Regions from separate parts of the Mus musculus genome. Here regions 2 and 3 are each linked to region 1. Evidence: chromatin contacts called from public Hi-C data. All regions are on one chromosome and are shown on one strand. The core of a region is the stretch at or near the end of the contact, and the rest is flanking DNA. Distances in the headings are between cores, read along the strand shown.

Evidence for each region. Hi-C and Micro-C count contacts between places; a contact is called where the count stands out from the background.
Region 2: a Hi-C map of bone marrow-derived macrophages shows a contact between it and region 1, with 26 read pairs. The contact joins two enhancer-like sites. A contact is called at or near these places in 3 of 484 Hi-C or Micro-C datasets (bone marrow-derived macrophages, embryonic stem cells and erythroblasts), 3 of 115 datasets of contacts at active chromatin or transcription factors (bone marrow-derived macrophages, embryonic basal ganglia and stem cell-derived neural progenitor cells) and 1 of 9 other capture datasets (embryonic stem cells).
Region 3: a contact with region 1 is called in a Hi-C map of bone marrow-derived macrophages, with 26 read pairs. The contact joins two enhancer-like sites. A contact is called at or near these places in 3 of 484 Hi-C or Micro-C datasets (bone marrow-derived macrophages and pre-pro-B cells) and 1 of 115 datasets of contacts at active chromatin or transcription factors (microglia).

Annotation. Positions count from the first base shown.
Region 1 is chr9:61,241,019-61,243,942 of GRCm38.p6, reverse strand. No RefSeq gene overlaps it. Among named protein-coding and RNA genes, the nearest start is that of Gm51682, 15 kb to the left of the region's middle. Within about 2 kb of position 1,567, at least 38 of the 459 cell types and tissues checked have an H3K27ac peak or open chromatin away from gene starts, as enhancers often do. A contact at or near this core is called in bone marrow-derived macrophages, where this site is marked.
Region 2 is chr9:61,020,837-61,023,840 of GRCm38.p6, reverse strand. The region is part of intron 1 of Gm51680 (a long non-coding RNA gene); the gene reads left to right. Among named protein-coding and RNA genes, the nearest start is that of Gm5122, 5.3 kb to the right of the region's middle. Within about 2 kb of position 1,325, at least 83 of the 459 cell types and tissues checked have an H3K27ac peak or open chromatin away from gene starts, as enhancers often do. A contact at or near this core is called in bone marrow-derived macrophages, where this site is marked.
Region 3 is chr9:60,990,427-60,993,320 of GRCm38.p6, reverse strand. All of the region lies in intron 2 of Gm51680 (a long non-coding RNA gene), which reads left to right. Among named protein-coding and RNA genes, the nearest start is that of Gm5122, 25 kb to the left of the region's middle. Within about 2 kb of position 1,635, at least 142 of the 459 cell types and tissues checked have an H3K27ac peak or open chromatin away from gene starts, as enhancers often do. A contact at or near this core is called in bone marrow-derived macrophages, where this site is marked.

The sequences.
Region 1 (2,924 bases), core at 318-2,817:
AAGAGGAAAAGAGGGAGAGGAGGCAGAAAGAGTGGAACGGAGGGAGGGCTGGAGGGTGGGTTGGAGGGAGGGAAGGAGGGAGGGAAGGAGGTGTAGAGAGAGGGGGGAGGAAGGGAGGGAGGGAGGGATGGAGGAAGGGAGGTGTAGAGGGAGGGAGGGAAGGGAAGAGGGAGGGAAAGGGGATTTCCACGGTTGGTCTCTGAACCAAAGCTGGATTAACCAATGTATTACTTTCTTTCTTTGAACCCTTGCAGTTGGGTTTCTGTCAGATGAAACCAAAAGAGTTTGATAATACGGTAGTCACCTTTAACTGGAAAATCCCTCCCTGTCTTCAGCACAGGGGAAATTTCTTTATTGTGTGATGAGTCCTCTTCAAAGGCTTCGGTTTCCCAGCCAGTACTCAGTCAGTTGGGCGCTGGATTTCTGAGATTTACTTCATCTTTTTTTTTTTTTTTTTTTTTTTTGTCTTCCCCCTTTCAGGAGACCACGTCAACATTTAATGTGTGTTCTGAGCTACCCCGTCGACTTGACTGATCCTTCCTTCCCTTCCAGGTCTTTTATGATGCTTTTCATTTTAGCCAACAAAAATTTAATTTCTAAAAAAAAAAAACTCTCTCAATTTTTTTTTTTCTTTTCTTTTTCTCAAGACAGGGTTTCTCTGTGTAGCCCTGGCTGTCTGAAACTCTGTAGACCTGGCTGGCCTGGAACTCAGAGATCAACCTGCCTCTGACTTTTGAGTGCTGGGATTCAAGGTGTGTGTCAATAGTCCCAGTTTTCTAAAAACCTTTTATCACCTTCTTGTTCCTTTTGCCTGCCATTCTGAGCTGCTTTTGTTTTTATGGCGATAAAACCCTTTCTTCATTCATTTTCGGGGGCTGGTTATTTATTTATTTATTTATTTATTTATTTATTTATTTATTTATTTAATCAATTGGTCTATAAACTCTCCCAAATCTTTAAATTCATCTAAACTTCATATTTATAGATAATAATAGAGTAATAGATCTAGCCAGGCATGGTGGCACATGCCTAAAGTCATAGCACTTGGGAAGCTGATAGGGGAGGATTGCAAGTGTGTGTGTGTGTGTGTGTGTGTGTGTGTGTGTGTGTAATGGAGATACAGAACCAGGGATTCATACAGCGTTACAGTTAGAGTGACTACTAACAAAAGCAAACATTAAGGGCTGGTGAGAGGGCTCAGTGGTTAAGAGTATTTGCTGTTGTTCTCTCCAAGGCTCGGATTTGATTCCCAGCCCCCAACACCAGAGCCTCACAGTCAGTCGCCCTTAACCAGGACATCTATTGCCCTATTCCTGCCTCAGTGGACACCTGCAGACAAGCAATGAATGTGCACGTGCTCAGGCACGCATACACGTAAAATTAAAGTCGCTAATTAATTAAAAAAAAAAGAACAATAGTAGTAATATAACAATAATAATGATGTTGGTATTTAAGGACATGTTAAAATTTCTAATAAGTAATAAAATTATGGTAAGTATATGAAATTGCTTTTTTAAGAAAAGGAAGTGAAAGCAACTTACTAAGAGGAAGTGTGAGGGGGATTTAGGTTTCTGAATTATGAAATGAGGGTCAAAGTTGCAGCGACTGAGCACTGTGTAAGGAGCCAAGACAATGCAACTGTCCCTGAGGAGACACAGAGATGTGTGGGAATGACTTCCAGTCCTGGGGCATCTCTGGGTCTGGCTACCATTGCATAGCCATTCCAAGTAGTGTGTGGGAAACTCGTCTATCAGCCAGCAGGACCTATGGTTTGGAAAACCACACTCCTGGGTATCAGCTGCATCTGAGACATGTGCATGACAAAAATGTATACTGCAGGACAGACCGAGTCCCGTTTCTCTGTGGTATCCTCCATTTTCTCCCTGATGCTGTCAGGGATGCTGGGAAGGGCCACACTACAGAAATGCAAGTTGTTCTCATGTGTATGCATGTGGGGTGTTTTGTTTTGTTTTGTTGGCTTTGGCTTTGGCTCTGGCTCCAGCTATTTACAATTTAACTCCCAGTGTATTTGCTGGAACCTGGGAAGGAGGGTCACATCATTCTTACCTGACAGGCGTAAGAACGTGGAGATCCTCAATGAACCAGAAAAGCAACGCAAGCTTAAGTTGTTGTCAGTTCAGCGGAGAGAGCCCTTAATTTGGCAGCCGAGAAAATGAAGCCATCAGCCCCACCTCTACCCCCTCCACCATGGCTACTCAGAAACCTCCAGTCTCTGTGCTCTTGGGTCTCGGTGGTCTCTTTGTGCTTCTGTTATTCAGCAGTCTGCAGACGGCCAGACGAGGGCTGCAGTGCTGGGGGAAGAATGAGAGGGAGAGAGCTCTGAAGAAGAAAGAATGACATAAATAATTCAGTGATTGCTGACCATGGGCCATTACATTTCCCATGATCTGTTTTACTGTAGCTGTTATGCCGTGTTAGTCACTGCCAATTCAATTGCAAACCAGGCGTTTCACTGGGCCTAAAGGAGCTGCCCATTGCTCCCAAGATCCAAGACCATGACAGCTTTGGCCTTGAGCTTGCTTAGGCCTCATCTTAAAAGATGGCCAAATGGATTCATACCACAGTGTGGGGGTGGGGGTGGGGGCAGCAGGCTTCTCCTAGCTCCTGTTTGTTCCTGAGCCACTTAGAGTGGGGGGGGGGGGGACAGTCACCTTGCCCTCACCTAGAGACCCTGCTGCTATCTCTAGTGCTCAGAAAACACACAGCTTTCTGGGAGGGGGACCATTTAAAGGGCTCACGTGTTCTATGTAAACAGTAATAATAACTACCAGGATTGTGTATGCTCTGTGGGTGTGAGTGCATATGTATCGTTTGCAGACGGACATATATGTATGTGTAGGACAGAGGGAAACCTTGAGTGTCATTCCCCATGAACACTACCCGCCTGTTATTTGAGGCAGGAT
Region 2 (3,004 bases), core at 76-2,575, 220 kb after region 1:
TGAGACTGGGGTTATGGATAATGGTGGGTGCTTGTCTTAGTGTTTCATTGCTGTGAAGAGACACCATGGCCACAGCAAGTCTTGTAAAGGAAGACTCCGGAATTGGGGCTGGCTTAGAGTTTCAGAGGTTTAGTCCATTATCGTCATGGTGGGAAGCATGGCAGTGTGCAGGCAGACACGGTGCTGCAGGCAGCAAGGAGAGACTATGTGCCACACAGCATAGTGTGAGCATATAAGCCCTCAAAGCTCATCTCCACAGGAACATACTTTCTACAAAAGCTCACACCTACCCCAACAAGGCCACGCTTCCTGATAGTGACACTCCCTATGACCAAGCACTCAAACACATGAGTCCATAGAGGCCATTCCTATTCAAACCACCACAGTGTTGGAACTGAACCCGAGTCCTTGACCAAGCACCAATTCATTGCAGTTATTTTCACCATCAAGTACTTTTGCTTTACCATCCTAAGTGTCTTCGGACCCAAGCCCCTGACCGTGTTACAGTTACATTGAATTCGTCATTCCCCACATGGTTCTCTGCACCCTCTGGCACCTGCTGCTCCCTCCACCCCATCCCTCTTCCCACTCAGATTCCACCCTTGCCGGCCTTAGAGACATTGCCTAGATGCCCAGTCTATGGCTATCCATGCAACCCTGGGTCCCAGTGCCGATTTATGGTGGATGTCATGCTGAGATGGTACCCGTGAATGACCCAACAGAGATGGGGTCCCAGTTCCCTGAGAGCAGAGACATATCTCTCCACACACGTGTACACACCACACTAGCAGTGCCTGTGCCTGCACACATACACAGACACACATGGACAGATTCACCTTCCTGTCTCTGGAGCAGAAGGACACTTGGTTCTGCCTTCAGGAAGGGCCATCAGACACCCGCAGACAGACTTTCCCCTGTGTGTGTGTGGCTCCAAACCTAGGCTGTGTTTCTGAAGCAGAAAGTGAGAAGAAACTACCCTTGTGATTGGGAGCCCTCAGGCCACGGCCACTGTGTGTCATCTAAAGGAGAACTGAAACTCAGAGTCCCAAATAGAGAAAAGAGAAGCAACGCGGCCAAGCCTGCCCATCCCCTCAGCACAGCAAAGTAAATCCAGTGGTTTGCTCCTTTTTTTTTTTTTTTTTTTTTTTTTCTGCTGTGCTAGCTGTAGGGCTGTAGGATGAGCAAGCCAGAAAGTTCACTGGGGTAATCCCAACACAGGTCACTGGCCTCTGTCTGGTGACTTCAACAGGATCTCATAACTACTCCCCAACCCCTGGCATCCCTCTCCTGGCCTTTGCTTCCCTCTGCTAGGTCCAAGTCAAAACAGTTCCCCTACTAGAGGCCTGGCCCAGCCAGCCCATCACCAGAGCATAGGGCACAGGCCAGAACCAGAGCTTGCGACATGATTCACTTTGTCTGTGGACAGATTGATGCAACTGTGGGTGAGAAGTCGTTCTTCAAATGGAAAAAAAAAAAAACCTGGCTACAATGCAGGGAAAGGTGGGGCTGGGGCTGTATCGGAGCTGCAGGGGCAAAGCTCCACAGTCTCCCCCCACCCCCCCACCCCCTACACACCCCCATCCCAGGCTTGGGCTTTCAAAAGCAACCCTGCTGAGGAGTGTGTATCTTCTACCTAGAAAGATACATTGGGTGAAGAAGGAAAAAGCTCTTGGGTAAAGGGCCCCAGCAGAATGGAGCTCTCTCCCTGGGCAGCCAGCATGTGGCTACACATGATTCTGTTTTTAAATTAGCGCATAATGTGTTAGAAGCCAGTAGGATATCTTCTAACAAAGTGTGAGTCCCTTCCCCTCCCAACCACACTAGCAGTTCCTCTTCCTCCCTTGTGGCTGCCTCTGATCTCTTTCCCCTTTCAAGCGCCAAGTGTCCTGACCCCCGTCCTTTCTCATTACCTAATATTACTTCTCTTGGCCGTCTCTCTAGACTTTTAGATTTTACCCATGCGAATGCCTGTGCATATGTTCACATATGAAGGAAAATGTGTTTTCTGTCTAAGTTTGGGTTTAGCATTGTTTAGCGTTATACTTCCCAGATCCATCCATTTTCCTGAAAATTCTGTGACATCATTTTTCTTCACCACTGCATACTATTTCATCATGTATATGTGCCAGATCCCCATTATCCACTCATCGGTTGATGGACGCATAGGCTGGTCACGTTTCCCTGTTATTGTGAACATAGCAATGGTATGCACATAGGCATGCACACGAGTGTGCAAATGTCTCTGTGGTAGGATATGGAGTGCTTTGGAGTCTAGGAATGCTAGAGCCAGGACACATGATTGTTTTATTTTTAATGTCTGGGGTTTTTTTTTGTTTTTTGAGAAAACTCCAAACTGGTTTGCACAATGGTTGTGCTGACTTGCACTCCTGCCAAGAGTAATGAAGGACCCTTCCCTTCCTCTCCAACCTTTGGGGTCAGATTTCTTAATGGTATCCCTTCTGACTGATGTGAGCAGGTGTCTCAAAGAAGGGCTTTTTTCTTTCAAGATTTTTTTTTGTTTGTTTGTTTGTTTGTATGAGTATTTTGCCTGCATGGATGTATATGTACCACATGGGTGCAGTGCCCGTGGAGGCCAGAAGAGGGCGTTGGATCCCCTGAAACTGGAGCTGTACTCCATTGTGAACTGCCGTCTGGGTGCTGGGAACTGAGCCCAGGTCCTCTACCAGAACAGCAAGTACTCCTAAAGTAGTTTTAACTTGCCTTTCCCTGGTAACGAGGGATGTTGAACACTTTTTAAAACACTAATTGGCTATTTGGCACAGTGTCTTGTAGGAGGCTAGACAACCCTGAGCTTATGCTGAGCGCTCTCTGAGTGCTCTTCTCGTACCTGAGCTGAGCACTGTGGGGTCGTGGTGCTCACTACCCTGCCCTAACGGCAGCTATGCCCACAGAGAAGAATTCCCAGGGCGCAGCAGCCACCCAGGGAATGCACTGAGCTACCCCAGAAACCCCAGCAGTCCAACAGCATGTGTGCTTTGGCCTG
Region 3 (2,894 bases), core at 386-2,885, 250 kb after region 1:
ATGCCAAGACAAAGTTTCTGATCAAGGCTCAAAGTTTAATGTTCAGCTCTGTGGTTATACAGGGAAAGCCCACAGACCCTATCCTTTGTTTCAGCTGGATTATGTTGCAAAGCAGGCAGTCTACTCCTGTAGGAAATTGCAAACGCTGAGAGACTAGAGACTCCAGCTAGGTTGTAAAACCACTGTGGGTCTGTTTACTCTACTCAAGGCTGGAGGCGGAGGGCACAATGAAAAACTGTGTTCCCTCATAAGAGAGAGGATTCAGCTGCTCCCCCAAGCCATTTGTATGCATGTGGCCTCTGGATCTTAGGGAAGGAGCTAGAATATATACAGTTTGAGAAAGATTAGAGGTAGAGCTATGTAGCCAAGAGGAAGCCATCGTCCATGCTAGGCGAAGACTTCAGAGTGGCTACTTTGGGGGTCACCCACACTCCCAGCAATAACCCCTTACTCATGGGTTCATGGGGTGGAGGAGCTTTGGTGGGTCAAACTTTGGTTGTCATTGGGACTTTAGAAGAAAGGAAATGGACATAGCTTAACCAGCATTCCTGCCTCCCGATGCCCCAGAGAAAAGTCTCATTAAAGCAGCATTCACTAGAAGGGTCTCTTTAATTGTGCAAACCCCAAGATTTGAATCTGAAAAATCCTTTCTGGTATATTTGGCTTTAGGATAAAAACCTGGAAATATGAACCTTCTAGGAAAGTAGGCCTATGAGTTTGCTTCTCCAGGTACCCAGCCTGCAGCAGAGGGAGAACAGAGGTCCTTCCCCTCTTCTCAGTCTCAGAGGCCCTCTACAGTCTTCTCAACTGAAGACTCCTCTCGGCTCCCTCAGCAGGCTAAAGCTTGCCCTCTAGCCCCAGGCCAGCCAAGCCACTTAGCACAGTTTCAGGCCACTGGCTTTTATTTTCCCCATCTTTTGCCTGAAGAAGCCTAAGGTTTGAAGTTTGCCCAAGCCACCCTGTCAGCAAGGAGAGCAAAGCCATTCAAATGCAGGCCTTCGTCGGTGGAAATTGACTCACACCTGAGGGGCCAAGGCAGAGGGCCTTTCCTTCTAATCTCTTCCAGAGTCACCACTGTGCAATTGCTTTTACTGCACATTAGGCTGAGATTTCCCCCCTGTGGTCTACGCAAATATCCTTTATCTGTGCAGGGTGACTCTAGTGGTCCCAGGCAGGAATGATAGGGCCTCAAGGCCCAGGGTCCTTTTCCATCCACAGCTCATCTGTCTCCATCATTATAAAGCCCAGGTACCTCTGTTCAAATAGTGCTGTGCTAATAGCATCAGGACTACACATAAATGGTGCCTGATGAGACCTCAGAGACCGCAAAAAGACACAGTGTGCATAGAGAAGACGAACACTAGTGGTACTATGAAGTGTACAGGGCCCAGAAGAGAGAGAGAGAGAGAGAGAGAGAGAGAGAAAGAGAAAGAAAGAAAGAAAGAAAGAAAGAAAGAAAGAAAGCCTAAAAAGGAAACAGCTGGGGAGAGCACTGGCTTGGAGGACTTCCTGGTGGAGGCAAACTTGAGGTTCTGCAGAAGGTTTGCTATAGACAAGAGTGAAAGCGGAACTGACTGAGCTCAGCCACAAGCAGGAAGGAGCAGGCTTGAAGCTGCCTCTGCCGTCAGAGAGAGGAAGAGAAAGTGTGGCGGCCTGGGGCCACAGGCCTCCTCACTGGGTGTCTCCTTTCTACACATCCTGCTCAGTACCACTAGCCACAGAAAGACAGTGTTCCCGGCACCCTAGGCTGACTGCCTGGTGCTCCGGTTCCCATGAACAGCCTCTAGTGGTTACAGGACTATAAGGGTGCCCAACACCCCACCTGCCGGGTTAAGATCTCACACAAATACATGTGCAAATTCAAGAACACACATACTTGAGCCAAGCAGACTCACATTCTTCCTAGAGTAAAATGGAACTAGGAGGCACACGGTGGCTGGCACGGGCTGTGATGGAGCTGATGCCCCATTGCCATCTGGAAGGGGTGGGTGCCTGAGGCAACGTGGGTCCTGCCCTCATCAAGGAAAATCTCCTTTTCTTTCTGAGGTCCTCGATAAAGGTGCTTATTTTGCATGAGTCCCCTGACAGAGACTTCAGTTGCTGACGTAAAAGTTGTCCGAATTAAAGTGGAGTCCTTTGGGAATCTAATAGAGCAGACAAGACTTGGGGTCAGCTGGTTGTCACTCCCATATGCTGTTATAAAAAATATTTCAAGAGCTCTGGAAAACAGAGCCTTGGACCAAAGGCTACCAGATCTTACCACACGGACAGCACGGACCTGCCAGACCCTGCATGTGGCCCATCCCTGTAAACAAGGACCTTAGAACAGCCATGCTCCCTTCACCTCTAGATGAGCTCGGGCATGCCGGGGATGGGGTAGCCACAGACCCATTTCACCTTTAGAACCGTGGTTTGCAGTCCTGGAGCTGTGGCCCTGTGTGATCCAGCTGCTTGGGAGGCCGAGGCATGAGGATCCCACGTTTAAGCCTCACCTGGGCAGTTTAGTGAGACCTTGCCTCACACGTCAACATTGCATCGATAAAAGGGCTTGTTCACATCGCTCGTCGGTAGGGTGCTTGACTGGCTCGCATGTGCAAGGTCCTGAGTTTAATACCTGGTACTACGAAATAAAATAAATTAAAAGTTGGGGCTGGAAAGATGGCTCTGCAGTTAAGAGTGCTTCTTGCTTTTGCAGAGGACTTAGATTCTGTTCCTCGGCACCCACATTAGGTAGATCAGAACCCAAGGGCAGGGGATCCAGTATCCACTTCTGGCATCTGTATGCACATGGTGCACATAAAGACAAGCAGGCACATGTGTACACATAAATAACAATTTTTAAAAATTAAATCCGCATTAGTATTGTTTTTGCTTCCCCAGATATGCCTATACTC